2 separate regions of the Manis pentadactyla genome follow, and region 1 is linked to region 2. Evidence: chromatin contacts called from public Hi-C data. All regions are on one chromosome and are shown on one strand. The core of a region is the stretch at or near the end of the contact, and the rest is flanking DNA. Distances in the headings are between cores, read along the strand shown.

What was found. Hi-C and Micro-C count contacts between places; a contact is called where the count stands out from the background.
Region 1: a contact with region 2 is called in a Hi-C map of skin fibroblasts, with 5 times the contacts expected there. The contact joins the promoter of LOC118918356 here to the promoter of AIMP2 in region 2. A contact is called at or near these places in 2 of 3 Hi-C or Micro-C datasets (fibroblasts and skin fibroblasts).

Annotation. Positions count from the first base shown.
Region 1 is chr10:99,448,513-99,455,275 of mManPen7.hap1, reverse strand. LOC118918356 (small integral membrane protein 10-like protein 2A) reads left to right here and starts at 3,652. Exons shown (of 2, transcript XM_036897087.2): 1 at 3,652-4,125. The coding sequence starts at 3,940. It overlaps LOC130679175 (a long non-coding RNA gene), which reads right to left. Exons shown (of 3, transcript XR_008992235.1): 2 at 6,210-6,301; 3 at 4,134-5,148.
Region 2 is chr10:99,131,181-99,138,153 of mManPen7.hap1, reverse strand. It overlaps AIMP2 (aminoacyl tRNA synthetase complex interacting multifunctional protein 2), which reads right to left and starts at 2,788. Exons shown (of 4, transcript XM_036897082.2): 1 at 2,532-2,788. The coding sequence starts at 2,666. It overlaps PMS2 (PMS1 homolog 2, mismatch repair system component), which reads left to right and starts at 2,829. Exons shown (of 15, transcript XM_036897077.2): 1 at 2,829-3,033; 2 at 4,716-4,855; 3 at 5,492-5,578; 4 at 5,750-5,852; 5 at 6,589-6,772. The coding sequence starts at 3,011.

The sequences.
Region 1 (6,763 bases), core at 2,403-4,902, 320 kb before region 2:
TGTATACATATGTGTATATACATATATACATGGAGTCATCTCCTTTTCTTAGCTAACCTGTGACATGCTATTCATACCTTTGTTCCCCTTACCTTTCACTTAAGACCTTGTTGACCTTGATCTGTTGAAATAATGTGTCAGGTGCAGTGTGGGGAAAATGGAAGTTCTTATGGCCAGGATCCTCACCAGAGCCTAAACTGCTTGATGATGTAATTGGCCTACTGCTAGGCCAGTGCTTCTACACCCGTAGGCAATGAGCTATTATGGGCTGAGTCACTACATAAAGAGCTCTGCCCAGTGCTCTGGGTGGAGGCAGAGACAGAGGTGGATTATGGGCCTGCAGACTACTGGGTATGGATGTGATTCTAGTGCTCAACCTACTGCCCTGATAATAAAGCCAGGTATAAACCCTTTTACCCCAAGAACATTCTGTTGTCATTTCCCAGTCTCACTGAATCCATAGTGAACTTGCCCAAGGCTGAAACCCTCAGGCAATAGTTTGTTCTTTTATTTCAAGAGTAAACACAGAACACTCCCCCCACCACCAAAAAAGATGTATGTATGTGTATATATATATACACATACATACATATATATGTGTGTATATACATATATGCATGTAGTCTCCTTTTCTTAGCTAACCTGTGACATTCTATGCATACTTTTGTCCCCCTTACTTTTTTCAATTAAGACCTTGTTGACCTTGATCTGTTGAAGTGATGTGTCAGGTGCCTGGAAAAAGCCCTTCTGTGGGAAACTGAAAACTTGCCAGTTTCTCAAAATAGCAACTGAGCTGACCTTATTGAATCCACCCAAACCCTCTAGTTCTCCATGGGAATGAGCAAAGGAATAAAATTATTTCTGACCAACATTTTGGGTGGTTTGTGTCCATCCTTTCTTCCTACAGCATAAATAAGTTGTCTCATTGTTCCCAACACTTGTGATCCATCGTTAAACATTGTACACTGTAATGATTACTAATGGGACCCCAGAACTTGTGTTGTAAAGGACCGGACCCAAGGGCTCTGAGTATGAAAATAACTACCACTTCCTGGGTGCCCTCTACATGCTGGGTGCTGTGCATACCTGCGCTCATTTATTTCTCACAAGTGCCCTGTAGGATGGGTGTTCTCATTTTACAGAATCAGGTCATAGGGCTGAGAAGTTGCTGAACCTGGAACTGGTTTGCTTGTACTTTTTTCACCAGGTTAAGTTGAAAAGAAAAGACTGCTATAAACCTCATCTGAGACTCTGCTCTGATGGCAGGAAGACTGTAGGCAAATCACCTGGATGTTACTGATCAATTGTTAAAATTATTTTCCTGTTTTCCTCAGCCTCTTTTCTCCTCCCTTCTCTCATAACCCTTTGTACCTCTATGAAAATACTTTTCACACTGATTTATAATTAGTTTCGTCTCTCTCTCAAATTATAATTAGCAAAATGTCTTCCCAGAGATGCCAGAAAATTAGGGCTGTGTTAAATGTTAAGTCTAAGAGCTAGACTAATTTGCCCAGATGTTCTGTAGCTTCGAACTGGTTAACCTTGATACATATTAAACCTCAAATCTTGTTAACAGTTGCTTCCTGTTCTCTTTGACTTCTCATTGTGTCTAATTACAACAGGCTTCTACCTTGCTCAGTTTAGTTTTGTGGTAATTTTGTTGCCACTGTTTATGGCAACTGAATGGCTTGTAAAAAATGCCTCATTGCCTGAATCGCATTTAGAGACAAAGAAATGAGTAACCAGGGAGAAGATATTTCATATCTCACATGAGGTAGCCCGTCTGGTCTTTCAACATAATTCCAATAAACAGTACTGCCAAGTCTCCACCAGGGAAAATCTTTACAGGCCTAAGAATAAATTTAGCGGATCTGCAAATCTGTTTACATGTTGTCAGACTGACTTTGTTATCTCTCAGCAAATTTTCCACTGAAGATGCTTGCCTTTATTTATCTTTTTCATATTATATATATTTTAATTTTTTATTTTTTATTTTGGTGTCATTAATATACAATCACATGAGTAGCATTGTGGTTACTAGATTCCCCCCATTATCAAGTCACTATACCCATATACCCCATTACAGTCACTGTCCATCAGCATAGTAAGATGCTATCGAGTCATTACTTGTCTTCTCTGTGTTATACTGCCTTCCCTGTGCCCCCGCTACATTATGTGTGCTAATCGTAATGTCCCTTATTCCCCTTATCCCTCCCTTCCCACCCACCGTCTCCAGTCCCTTTCCCTTTGGTAACTGTCAGTCTATTCTTGGGTTCTGTGAGTCTGCTGCTGTTTTGTTCCTTCAGTTTTTTCTTTGTTCTTATACTCCACAGATGAGTGAAATCATTTGGTACTTGTCTTTCTCCGCCTGGCTTATTTCACAGGATGCTCGCCTTTAAAATCTTTAAATTACTTTTCTAAATACTGTTTAGAGAGGAGTTCATTTTGCTTTTTGTGGAGGACAGCTTGAGAAACAATGATAACTGAGCCACATGTGTTCCACAGTCCTCAAACATAGCACCCAGGGGACACTGGAAGGAAAAAACAGCTTACAAAAATAAGGGAAGTGAATTTTTTAATATCAATGATAAATGTGGCAAAACGCTTGCAAAAATAAGGGAAAGTTTTTTGCAAATACTTTGAAAAATATTATTTTAATGATAATAAAACTAGCCAAAAGCTAAAAACTCTGAAATACCTATTTAAAATGGCCTTGGCCTGAGACAGTGGACAATAAATATAGATTCATTGAGTGTCAAAAAATACAATTCTTTTTATACAGTTGATAACTAAAGAAAAATGATAATACTAAATAGTCATAATTGACAATACCACCAACATTCTCTGTGATTCTTGGATTATAGAGAAATAAAATTAATACTTAAAAGTATTTTGAATGAGAATTAATTTCATGGTAGATAATTTTTAAATGACTTTTAAAAATTATTATTATTGCCATTCATTTTGGGGCAAAGGATTTTCACACTTAAATCCATTTTCACACTACTTGCTTTTGCTTTTCATTTTATGAGTGAAACTGTTTTCCCACCCAAATATTCACACTTTCTCATTGGTGGGCAGAAGTAGTGACACAAAATACTTCGCCTTAAAGTAGAAGTAACATATTTACCTTCACACCATGTAAATCTTCACTAGGAACCTACACGTTTAAGTAGGAATGTAAAAACTGTCAGTAACGCCCCCTAAAACTTAAAACACTATTAATTTTTGGGAGTTTAAATACTTTTATTCTTTACATCAGAGGCTTCAGTTAATATCACAATTATTAAAAGATTAAAATTTATATAAGTTAATACTGAACAAGATTGCTTGGAGACCACAAGCAGTCTACGTGGGAGGAATAGTCTTTTTGATGCCAGGAAATCTCTTTGTTTTACATAATTATGGTAAGACCTATATAACATAAAATTTACTATTCTCTTAATTTTTAAGTGTACAGTTCAGCAGCATTAAGAACATTCACTTTACTGTGAGACCCTTCACTCTTCATCACCTCCCTTTGTTTTTATTTTCCTGCATTCCACTAGAGGGCAGACGGAGACAAGGCGTCACCCGCCCTCTCCCGGCCAACCCAACTACGCATGCGCGGCTCACCTGCTAAGGTGACAGGGGCGGGGTCGGAGCGCGCAGGCGCGGCGCTGGATTTGTGACGTCAGGCCGCCCCGCCAGGCTGGGAACGGGCGGCAGCTCTCTAGAGTCGCTTCTCTCCGTGTGAAGTGCCGCCTCCCCTCCCGCGGCCCGCCCGCTTGCCTTGCCGCCGCCTCCCTTGCTCCCTCTACCCGCCGAGCGCGGGCCAGCAGCCCGAGCGGAGGCCCGGGGCGACGAGGCGTGGAGAGGGCGGGCGGGCTTCGGAGCGCCGGGAGGCCCGGGTCTGCGGCCGGTCGGTGCGCGGCGGGCGGGCGGCGGGCGCCGGTCTATATGGCGGCGGCTCTTTCGGGCCTGGCTGTCCGCCTCTCGCGCTCGGCCGCCGCCCGCTCCTATGGGGTCTTCTGTAAGGGGCTGACCCGCACGCTCCTCATCTTCTTCGACCTGGCCTGGCGGCTGCGCATCAACTTCCCCTACCTCTACATCGTGGCTTCCATGATGCTCAACGTCCGTCTGCAGGTGGGTGAGCCGCGCCCGTGCGGCCCCGTCTTCCCACCCTCCGCCGAGCGCCGGAGGCCCCCCGCCGCCGGGCCCGCCTCGCCCGGGACAGTGAAGATGCCCACCGTTGCGGCCAAGCTGGATGCTGAGTGTATGCCGGGCACCGTGCACTCCCTCCGCAGCCCCACGGGGGAAAAACCCTCTGAGATTATTGTTCTCCTCCTTCTGCAAATGGGGGCGCAGAGGAGTTGCTTGCCCTGGCCACGGGCCCGCAGCTGGGGCGTGGGGTGTGCGGAGGGGCGGGTGGATGCTGGCACTGGCCGGAAAGGCCCTGAAGAGGAAATTTCGCCCAGAAAGTCACAAATTGTTGGATTTGCGAGGATGGGTTTGTGGCTGGCTGACAGTTGCCAAACGCTACGAAGCTTTAAAAAAAAAAAAATCCCTGAAGCTTAAAATGGGTTAATTCGTATTAGTGTTTTGATAGCTATATTTTATCCTGTCTGGAGTGATAAGGGGGGTGAGGCAGAGATGAGGGAAAGCGAGGTGGCAGAAGTAGAGAAGCAAAAGGCCTCAGGTTCGCAACAGTTCAAGTGCGGAAGAGTAGACACAGACACGTCCAGCATCCTGGAGAATACCTTTGCTGTAAGTTACTGACATTTCTACGTCCCTTGAATTACAGGTGACTTTTTCTAGAGGCATGAAAAGTTCTCAGATTGAGTTATTCCTCTACAAGTGTGTCATAGATAGTCACATGCCGGGCTCCTGTTGGATTCCATTTACTGATCTTCCAGGGCCTGCTGGGTGCAGGGCTCCGGCCCTGTGATGAGAGAGCTTACAGTAGGACAGTAACACTTTTTAAATGTTGTTCCCTGCTGTGCAAAATGAAGAAGTCTGAGCTGCAGGACCAGACAGCGTTGAGACCACGTGGGTGTCATCCTCCTTTTCCCTCTGGGTTGGTTGTATCAGGATGTAACTGTCCCTGTGCCTGGACCTTCAGGTTTCGGGTGTCTGTCACTGGTGATGGCAGGCCACATAAAACTTTAACTGTTGATCAAAATTGTGTTCAGGGGAGAGAAGATGAACCTGCTTATTTCAGGGTTCAAATTGAGATACCTTAATGTGAGCAAGAGTTTGTGGCATCCGTAAGGTAGTGGTCTAGAAGAGCAGAAAACTCAAATCTTTTCAGCAGGTAGTATGAGTGAATAAGGGGTGCTGGGTGTGAGGATTGGGGTAAACCAGAAAGCCTGTTCTATAGCAGTTGCCACTAAGCCAACTGTCATTTGCCAAATCTAGTGATTTCTGGTTGGAAATCCTGCTAATTTTTAGTTATCAAATTAACTCAAGTTTAAAAGAAAAACTTTGTGCCCCCAAAAAAGTGTCTGTAGGCTATGTTTGACCCTTAACTCCAATTTTGGAATCTCTTTAGAGTTACATTAAAACACTACTGTCATTCATAAAATCACAACTAAGGGAAAACCTAGTACATAAGGTTGCTGAAAATCCACGTTTTGTACCATTAAAAAAAATCACCTTTCTTATATGTCCATTTACCAATTTATGACCACCCCACAGTCTAAGCTACCATAGTCACTCACCTGGATTATATACCATATAATCTTTGGAAAGGTTATTCAGCTACAAATTTCATAGCAAGAAATCTGCACAGTAATGATTGAGTGTAAATGCATTTGGAGGAGGAAAATTGGCCCTGTAATAAGTGTGGTATGGGCTGTCAGGAGAGCTAGATGCATCAGTTCCAAATGCCCATAATGGATGGCTTGGTGGACTTGGTGTCAGTAATGGTCCAGGGGCAGCACAGCTTTAGAGAATCCTGGGAGTTGCTAGTAGAGTGCAGGCTATTTTCTTTCAGGGGTAAGCGGGGTGGGGGGGTGGGGGGGGTGGGGGGGTGGGGAGGGTGAAAGAGCACAGACAAGTGGTCACTAGGTGCCTTGGGGGAGGGGGAGGGCTGTCCTAAGAACTGAGTGAGGATTTTAGATCTGATCTTGGGTTTGATCAAGTGCAGGAGTAGCCCTTTCTCCTGAAAGGAGCTGTGCTGGGGAGGAGGGTGGGAGTAAGGGTGTCTCATCTTTATTATGATTACTTACATTGCCTTTAAACACCTCTGCAGGCTGGAGTTTCTGTTCGTTTGTGGAAAATCACCAACTTACCTGCTTTGAGGACTTAATTATTCTGGCCTCTGGTAAAGAGAAGAAATAGAATCTGTGTGAGGCAACAGCTTACTGTCCCTTTTAATATGAAAGATGATTAAATGAGGAAATAGATACAAAAGGAATAAAGTTCTAATACCTAATGTCACTTGGATTGAACCTTAAGGACATTATGCTAAGTGAAATAAGTCAGACACAGAAGAAGACTTACATGAGTTACCTATAAAATATTTAGAGGAAGTCAAATGGTGGTTGCCAGGGGTTGGTGGAAGGGAGGACTGGGGAGTTGTTTAATGTGGACAGAGTATCAATTTGGGAAGATGGAAGTGTTCTGGAGATGGATGGTTGCACAGCAATATGTGCTTAATGCTCCTAACTGTCCACTTAAAAATGGTTTACATGATAAGTTCTATGTATATTTTACAGCAATTTGAAAAAAGTAATTATTAGAAAAGTGATTATGCTCTTGAATGTTGTAGCAATGTTAAGTT
Region 2 (6,973 bases), core at 1,539-4,038:
CTTCCAAATTCACAAGCTCTCATAACAGATAATCCATTTTGAGTTGAGAAACAAAAAGTATGTTAAGTATGGGGAAAATGCTCTTTACTAAATAGAATAATCAATATGGCAATGACTTGAGATTACTGTTAAATATGTGCTCACAATACCATGTAAGTGCAGGAGGACTTGCTCACACTTGTGTGCTGCTAAGTTTGATGTTCTTAGGAACCTTTTTCATCCCGTAGTCACTCCTAATAGCCCTCTTACACATCCAACTCGTCAGCAGATGCTATCAATTTTCTGGAATCCACTGGTTTCTAAGTGAGTCTCCACAGCCCAAATCCAGGATACCACTTTTCACCTAACTTCCAGCATCCATCCTAGTCCATCCCTCCAACCCACCCCTAAGAAAGCAGCCAGAGAGATGAAAACAAATGTAGATCCCTCACCTCTTCCCCCATGGTAACTGCTTAGGCTAAAAAGCAAAGCCCTTAACCTGGCCTGAGAAATGGCTCAGATGACTTGTCCTCTGGCTACCTCCTCTTACATATTTCTCCCCCTTGTCTCTGTTCAAACCATGCTGCCTTTGGGTTCCTAAAACCCATCATGTCCCCACCCACCACAGGGCTTTTCTTCATTCTGTTCCCTCTTCTCTCATCTGGTTACCTCCTATTTCCCCCAGAGCTTATACCACTTTCTCCCCTCTCCTCCTCTGTACTCACTTATTAAAAACAAACAGCAAAGAAACATAAGACTTCTGGGTGGAGAAAAAAGAGTAAAGAGTTGAGTAATGCAATTAAGTAACTAGGTGCTGATGGGGAAGTAAGTCTGCATGCAAGATGTGTGACAGGTAGGGAGGGCTACCATCTGGATGACAACCTCATGTTAATCAATGATAGTCCTTCTGAGTAGTATTTCCAACCTCTTTCAACCGGCCTGTATTTTGTGCATTGTTTGTGCACAATCTTGCTCATTTCTACAAATGTCAGTAGGGTCGTTGATGAACCAGGGCAAAGAAGTACTTACTGGACTTAAACTCCGAGGTAACACCCACAGCAGAGTATCTGCAATGGGCCCTGTGGGTGTTAACGCGGCCAGTGATTAGGAGCCTCTGCACAACTGGATCTCACCCCTCTCAGTCTACTCCACTTTTAGTGCTGGCCTATTGTCAGACTAGACTGTGACTTGGCATAGTGTGTTTGACCAGTTGTTTTATGTGTATTTAAATGCAGTTTATTCTTTCTGTTGCTCTCATTTACCCTGGATATGATTGATTTCTAATTATCTGTCGATCCACATTGTTATCATCTGTTAGAAAAGTGGGGCTTGGTGTCTTCCACATTAGTTCACAGTCAAAAGCTAAAGGAAGTTAAGCAGCAGACTGGAAAAAAAAGGACTTGGTCTCAGATGAGATGTGACATTCTCCACTCTGGGTTTTCTTTAAAGGTTCCACGGGGACTGTCCAGTGGAGGGGCACTGAACCACACCTGCTACTGTCTGAGCTCTGTAGTGGGACAACAACTACATCATTTGGTTCAAAACTAATCTAACCACCTCCCTTCCAATCAGGAGAAAGCTATCAAGACAGTGAAGGATAACACCCAGTAGGAAAACGAACCCCAAAAGTAACCTGTGCACTCATCTTCAGTCAGAATGTACAGAGGTGTCTCCCGCGGGAAACCTAAGATGCCTATTTTCATCAAGTGGAAAGGCTTGAGCAGATACTTTCCAAGAGGCTATCAAAATGGCCCATAAACATAAAAGTGCGCTCAACTGATTTAGACGTCTGGAAAATCTGAACTAAAGCTACATCAGGATACCAGTACACACCTATTTGATTCAGGCAGGTGTTAGCACCAGAACGTGCTGAGAGCAGAGGCCGGTATGACCGCGCTGGAGAGCATTGTGCACAGCGGAAGCCAGACCAGCCCCCTGGGCTCAGGTACACCCTAGGGCTACTGGGATACAAGCCTGTTCCCTGCAGTTTTCCTAACAGCATCAAATGGGAAAGCGACGGACGCGTTTGAGCTCAGCAGGTAACCCGCGCAGCGCTCCGGCCGCAGGCTCGATTCCGAGCAGAGAGGTTCTTGATTGCGGTGTGGAGACGCGACAGGCCGGGCGCACTCGACACGGCCCGACCCGACCTGGTGGATCCGACTCAGCTCGGCCTCAGCTCGCATCCGGAGCTGGGCGCGGCAACCACTCAGGTTGGGGCCTCCGGTGACACGCAACGGGTGCGCGCCGACCACCTGTCAACCTGGGGGGTGGTGATAGTGAGCTCGCCATAAATTCCACAAACGAGTATTTACGTGCTTTCCACTTTCCTGTGGGTAAAACTTCGTAACAAGCAAACTTAATACAGTCAGTCGGAACTAGCGGGCGCATGGGGCGCTCGTCTGACAGCTCGGGTCACCCTGCAGATACCCGGACGTCAGTCCACGCAGTCCCACTAGCCGGCAATGGCGCCTGCGCACTGGGAGAGCTTCGGGTCTTCGCGCATGCGCACTGATCGGACAGCCGCGGGTGGGGCAGGGGCCGCGTGTTCCTACCTGCACGTGGCCCGCGTTCGGCGCAGGGCTGCCGGTCCTGCCGTGCACGTTGGGGAGCCGGTACATGCAGGTGGGAAGCTCTACACGGAGCGATGTACCGCCCCCGTGATACGGCTTTACCTGATACATCGGCATCGTGGGACCCAAAGGAGCGAAGGTAGCGAGTGAATGAACGAACGCTCAAAAACCGTCCTGCACCACGACACACTGCGGCCACTTCCTTTCCGACCCGGCTGCTGGCGTTCGGGAGAGCGCAGTCCCTGTGCTCTAATTGGTCCAGGCTCTCGTGACGTTATGGCCGCGACCTTGCATACAACCAATCAGCGAGAAGTAGATGGGAAACGTTCGCCCTTCCCCACCCGGAAGGGGCCGGGCACAGCATCCGGAGCGGCCAGGGGGCGGCCAGGAGGCGGGGCCCCGTGGGGGCGGTGGCGGAGGCGTCTGTCGCGAGTCCCGGAGGCGGGTCCGGTTCTGGATCCATGGAGCGAGCCGCGGGGCCGAGGTAAGCTGTGCTCGCAGTATCCTCTCGTCGTCACCCTCTAGGCTCGCGACGTGCTGCATCCCTGCGGCAGAAGGGAAAGTGGCGTGAGCAAGCCCACGGACCGAGGCCCGGGTAGGGGCTCCGCCCCGCCGCCAGTTCCTTAGGGGCACTGCGGGGTCGAATCGGCTGGGGCTTCGGCTGACGCCTCACTTCCGCAGGCTGAACGAATTCATTTCCTCTTTGCCTGGTTTCTCTCTTTTTTAAAGTTGAGATTATTTTTGGGGAGGCTGCAAGGTGCATGCTAATTTGCGTAGCCGACCGATCTTACAAATGCAGTCCTCTGTCTCCTGGAGATGGTGATGACCCCGAGTTCGGGGTCGCGAATCTTTGGCTGGCGCTGTTGTATTCGACGTCAGATTCCTTAACCCAAATTCGCGATCTGGGTTTAAATGTTTTATCTCCATTCCTCTAAATAAATACCAGAAATGGACTTGTAGCCTATGGTCTGTTGCCAAATAAATAATTCCTGGAGATACTTACATTTTATGGGGTGTCATCCGCAGTTTTCACATTTAAGAAAACTTGAGTGCAATTCTTTGCAAGGTAGAATGAAGAGTAAAGATGTTTGTTCCTTTATCTTACGAGGGTTTATGGAGGGTCTACCGTCTGTTAGGTGCTGTGGTTTATTGAGGGTCTACCGTCTGTTAGGTGCCCGAAGATTTCTCTCCCAGGGAAGCTCCTGGGTTCTGTTATACCCAAGATGTCAATTAAGCCGTTTACTAGAAATTGCTGAATTAGTGAACATATGGAATACATTCTTGTGACGAGCAGGAGTTTGCCAGGTAGGGGAGGAAGAGGGGATAGGTCTATACAGAGACCTGTATAGATAAGGTACAGTGTCTGCAAGAGCTTGTGGTGTTCCGGAAACTGTTGTTGGCAGTGACCAGAATGTAGGGGAATTGGCAGAGGGAGGGCTGGAGAGAATGAGAAAATAAGGTAGGTTGGGGTGCAGTTATGACTAGATTTTAAACATCATATAACAAAGTGGGATACTAGTAAGTTTTCAAGAAAAATTACTTGGCCAGATTTGTGATTTCTAAAGTGAATGAGGATAGCATAGTGGGTGGATTGGAGTTGGGAGAAGGTGGAGAAAATGGGTTGGAAAACTCTTAAAGCAGGTACAGTAAGAGCTTTGAGGGCCTTTGTTAAGGCAGCAGTCGGCAGCCTGAGTTTGGAGTGGGTATTCAAAGGCAAATGCAGGTATTAGGTATATAACTGGTACCCAGTTTCTTAGATGGTTTTGAATTTGACATAAACACTGTGTATTTCCCACCAGAATTCTTGGTTTTCAAATCGTGTGAGAAATGTTAGCTTTCACTTTTCAAGGAAGATCCCACTGGTGCAAAAGATTATTGATGCGCAGCTTGAGAGGTACATGGGTCTCCTGCATGTAAATCCAAGTATAATTAGATTTTTAAATATTATATTCAAAATCTCCATTCAGAAGATTTTTTGAACGATGGTTAAGCATTGTAGAATAGCATTTATATTTATGAATATAATACATGGATATGTTGATATAATAAGTGAACTCACTTATTAGACACAATATCTATTAACAGAGGTGAACCATTTGCCACAGTTAAAACCAGGATAGAAATTCATGAATGCCTTCTTGCTTTATTCCTTGTTGCTTTTTTTAGCACGGAACTTGCCAAGGCCATCAAACCTATTGATCGGAGGTCAGTCCATCAGATTTGTTCTGGGCAAGTGGTACTGAGTTTAAGCACTGCTGTAAAGGAGTTGGTAGAAAACAGTGTGGATGCTGGTGCCACTAATATTGGTAAGTTTGGGAGAGTTTTAAGCCACAGAAAATAATTAGTTTATGTTACTTTATTTCAGGAAATATTTGTTACTGTATCAAGACAATCAAGTGTTGGTATTCTGAGAAATGATTTTTTTTAAACTTAAATCTAGACCTGTTATGTGCCTAGTATTTAGCTCAGTGGTAATAATAATAATAATAGCAGTTATTAACTTTTATTGTGTTCTTACTGTGTGCCAGGGAGGCATTGTGCTACTAACAGTAGGTGGAATACCTTATTTGATCTGCAGATAACTTAATGAGATAGGAATTATTATTACGACCTCCATTTTACAAATGAGGAAGCTAAGACACAGTCTCTACTTTTCTTTGAGGTTATAAAGCTAGTAAAGTGTAATTCCAAAAAGTCTGATTCCAGAATTTGTTCTCTTTAATGACTGTGTTAAAATGATCCTTTTCAAAGAGAGATCCTATTTTATCTGAGCTAGTAAATAGCCAAGAAGGACTTTAAAAAGAAAATGTACAAAATGACAGTAGTACATGTAAGTAAATATAGTTATGGTTAAAATTTGCATTATGAATTTTAGGCATTGTCAATATAAAGGCTTTTCCATGGATCAAGTCTTTGAGTAATAAACATTTTAAACTTTCTAGATATAAGGCTTAAAGACTATGGGGTGGATCTCATTGAAGTTTCAGACAATGGAAGTGGGGTGGAAGAAGCAAACTTTGAAGGCTTAAGTAAGTTGCATTTTTCTAATCCTTTTAAAAAATATTTGGGCAGAATTTTGAGTAACCATCTTAGGAAGCACAAAAGCAGCTTTTTAAGACCAGTTACTTGGTCGTTACTGTGTATATTCATTGCTATGTCAGTTGAGATATCTTGGGCCTTGCTTTACACCTCTCTTTCAGCCCTGAAACACCACACTTCTAAGATTCAAGACTTTGCTGACCTAACTCAGGTTGAAACTTTTGGCTTTCGGGGGGAAGCTCTGAGCTCGCTTTGTGCACTGAGGTAATGCAATATTTTTTTCTGCTAACTGTACTCCTTATAAACTCTCTGAAAATTAAAAAGTATAATTAGAACGATTGTTGTTTACACTGTTCTATCTGCATGTCTCTGCTTTTAACTTCTGCGTTCTGTTTTAGCTCACTACCGACATAAGTGGTAGTACTTCTGAAATGTAAGCAATGAATGAAATGAAGCAAATTGTTACCCTTAATAAAGCAGGTGATTTCTCAGTTTTAAAATTGCACATAGATAATGCGTTATAGATGCTATTGATTTTAATTTACTTCAATGTTTAGGAAAATACTTAATTGCAGGGCTCCTGTAATGACACAATAGATTCTAAATTTTTATGAATAATTACCTATAATATTTGAACTGTAGTATCTTTTGAATCCTTTTTAAAAGTGTTTTTAGAACAGTAGTAACAGCAGTGGGAAATATTCTTTATTTGTGAATATACATGTCAAGACCTTTTAGTGTTTTGCAGTTTAACAACAAAATAAACATCAAAGCTCTTATCAAAGCAAAGCTTTTGTAGGACTCTGCCTCACTATCTATTAGGTGCCAAACCTTAGATTTTATGGTGACTCTTCAACCATTTAAACTCTCTCTAATATCTCAGAAAGATCATCATCTTTTTAGGAGCTTTCTGAGAGAAGGGAAGTGCGAAAAGGAGCATGTAATGTCCAGCACCTGGGGATCTCTAATTGACCGTGCTGTGCCTGGCCCTCTCTTACAGTGATGTAACTATTTCTACTTGCCACACATCTGCCAAGGTTGGGACTCGACTGGTGTTTGATCACAATGGGAAAATTGTCCAGAAAACCCCCCATCCACGGCCCAGTGGAACAACGGTCAGTGTACAGCAACTATTTTATACACTGCCTGTTCGCCATAAGGAGTTTCAAAGGAACATTAAAAAGGTACTGTAAATTTTGGATCCTCATTTCCAAGGCCAGTGATAGTGTGATATACGTATGTAGTGAAAGATCTGCTACAGTGAATAACTCTTCAGTTGGTTTTCTTCCTTTTAGTTTTGGAGGAGTGCTTGATTTGCTCTTCCCCTTAAAGACTTTTTAACTGTAGGATGACTTACCTTTTACTTTTCTTGGGAAAAATCGTCA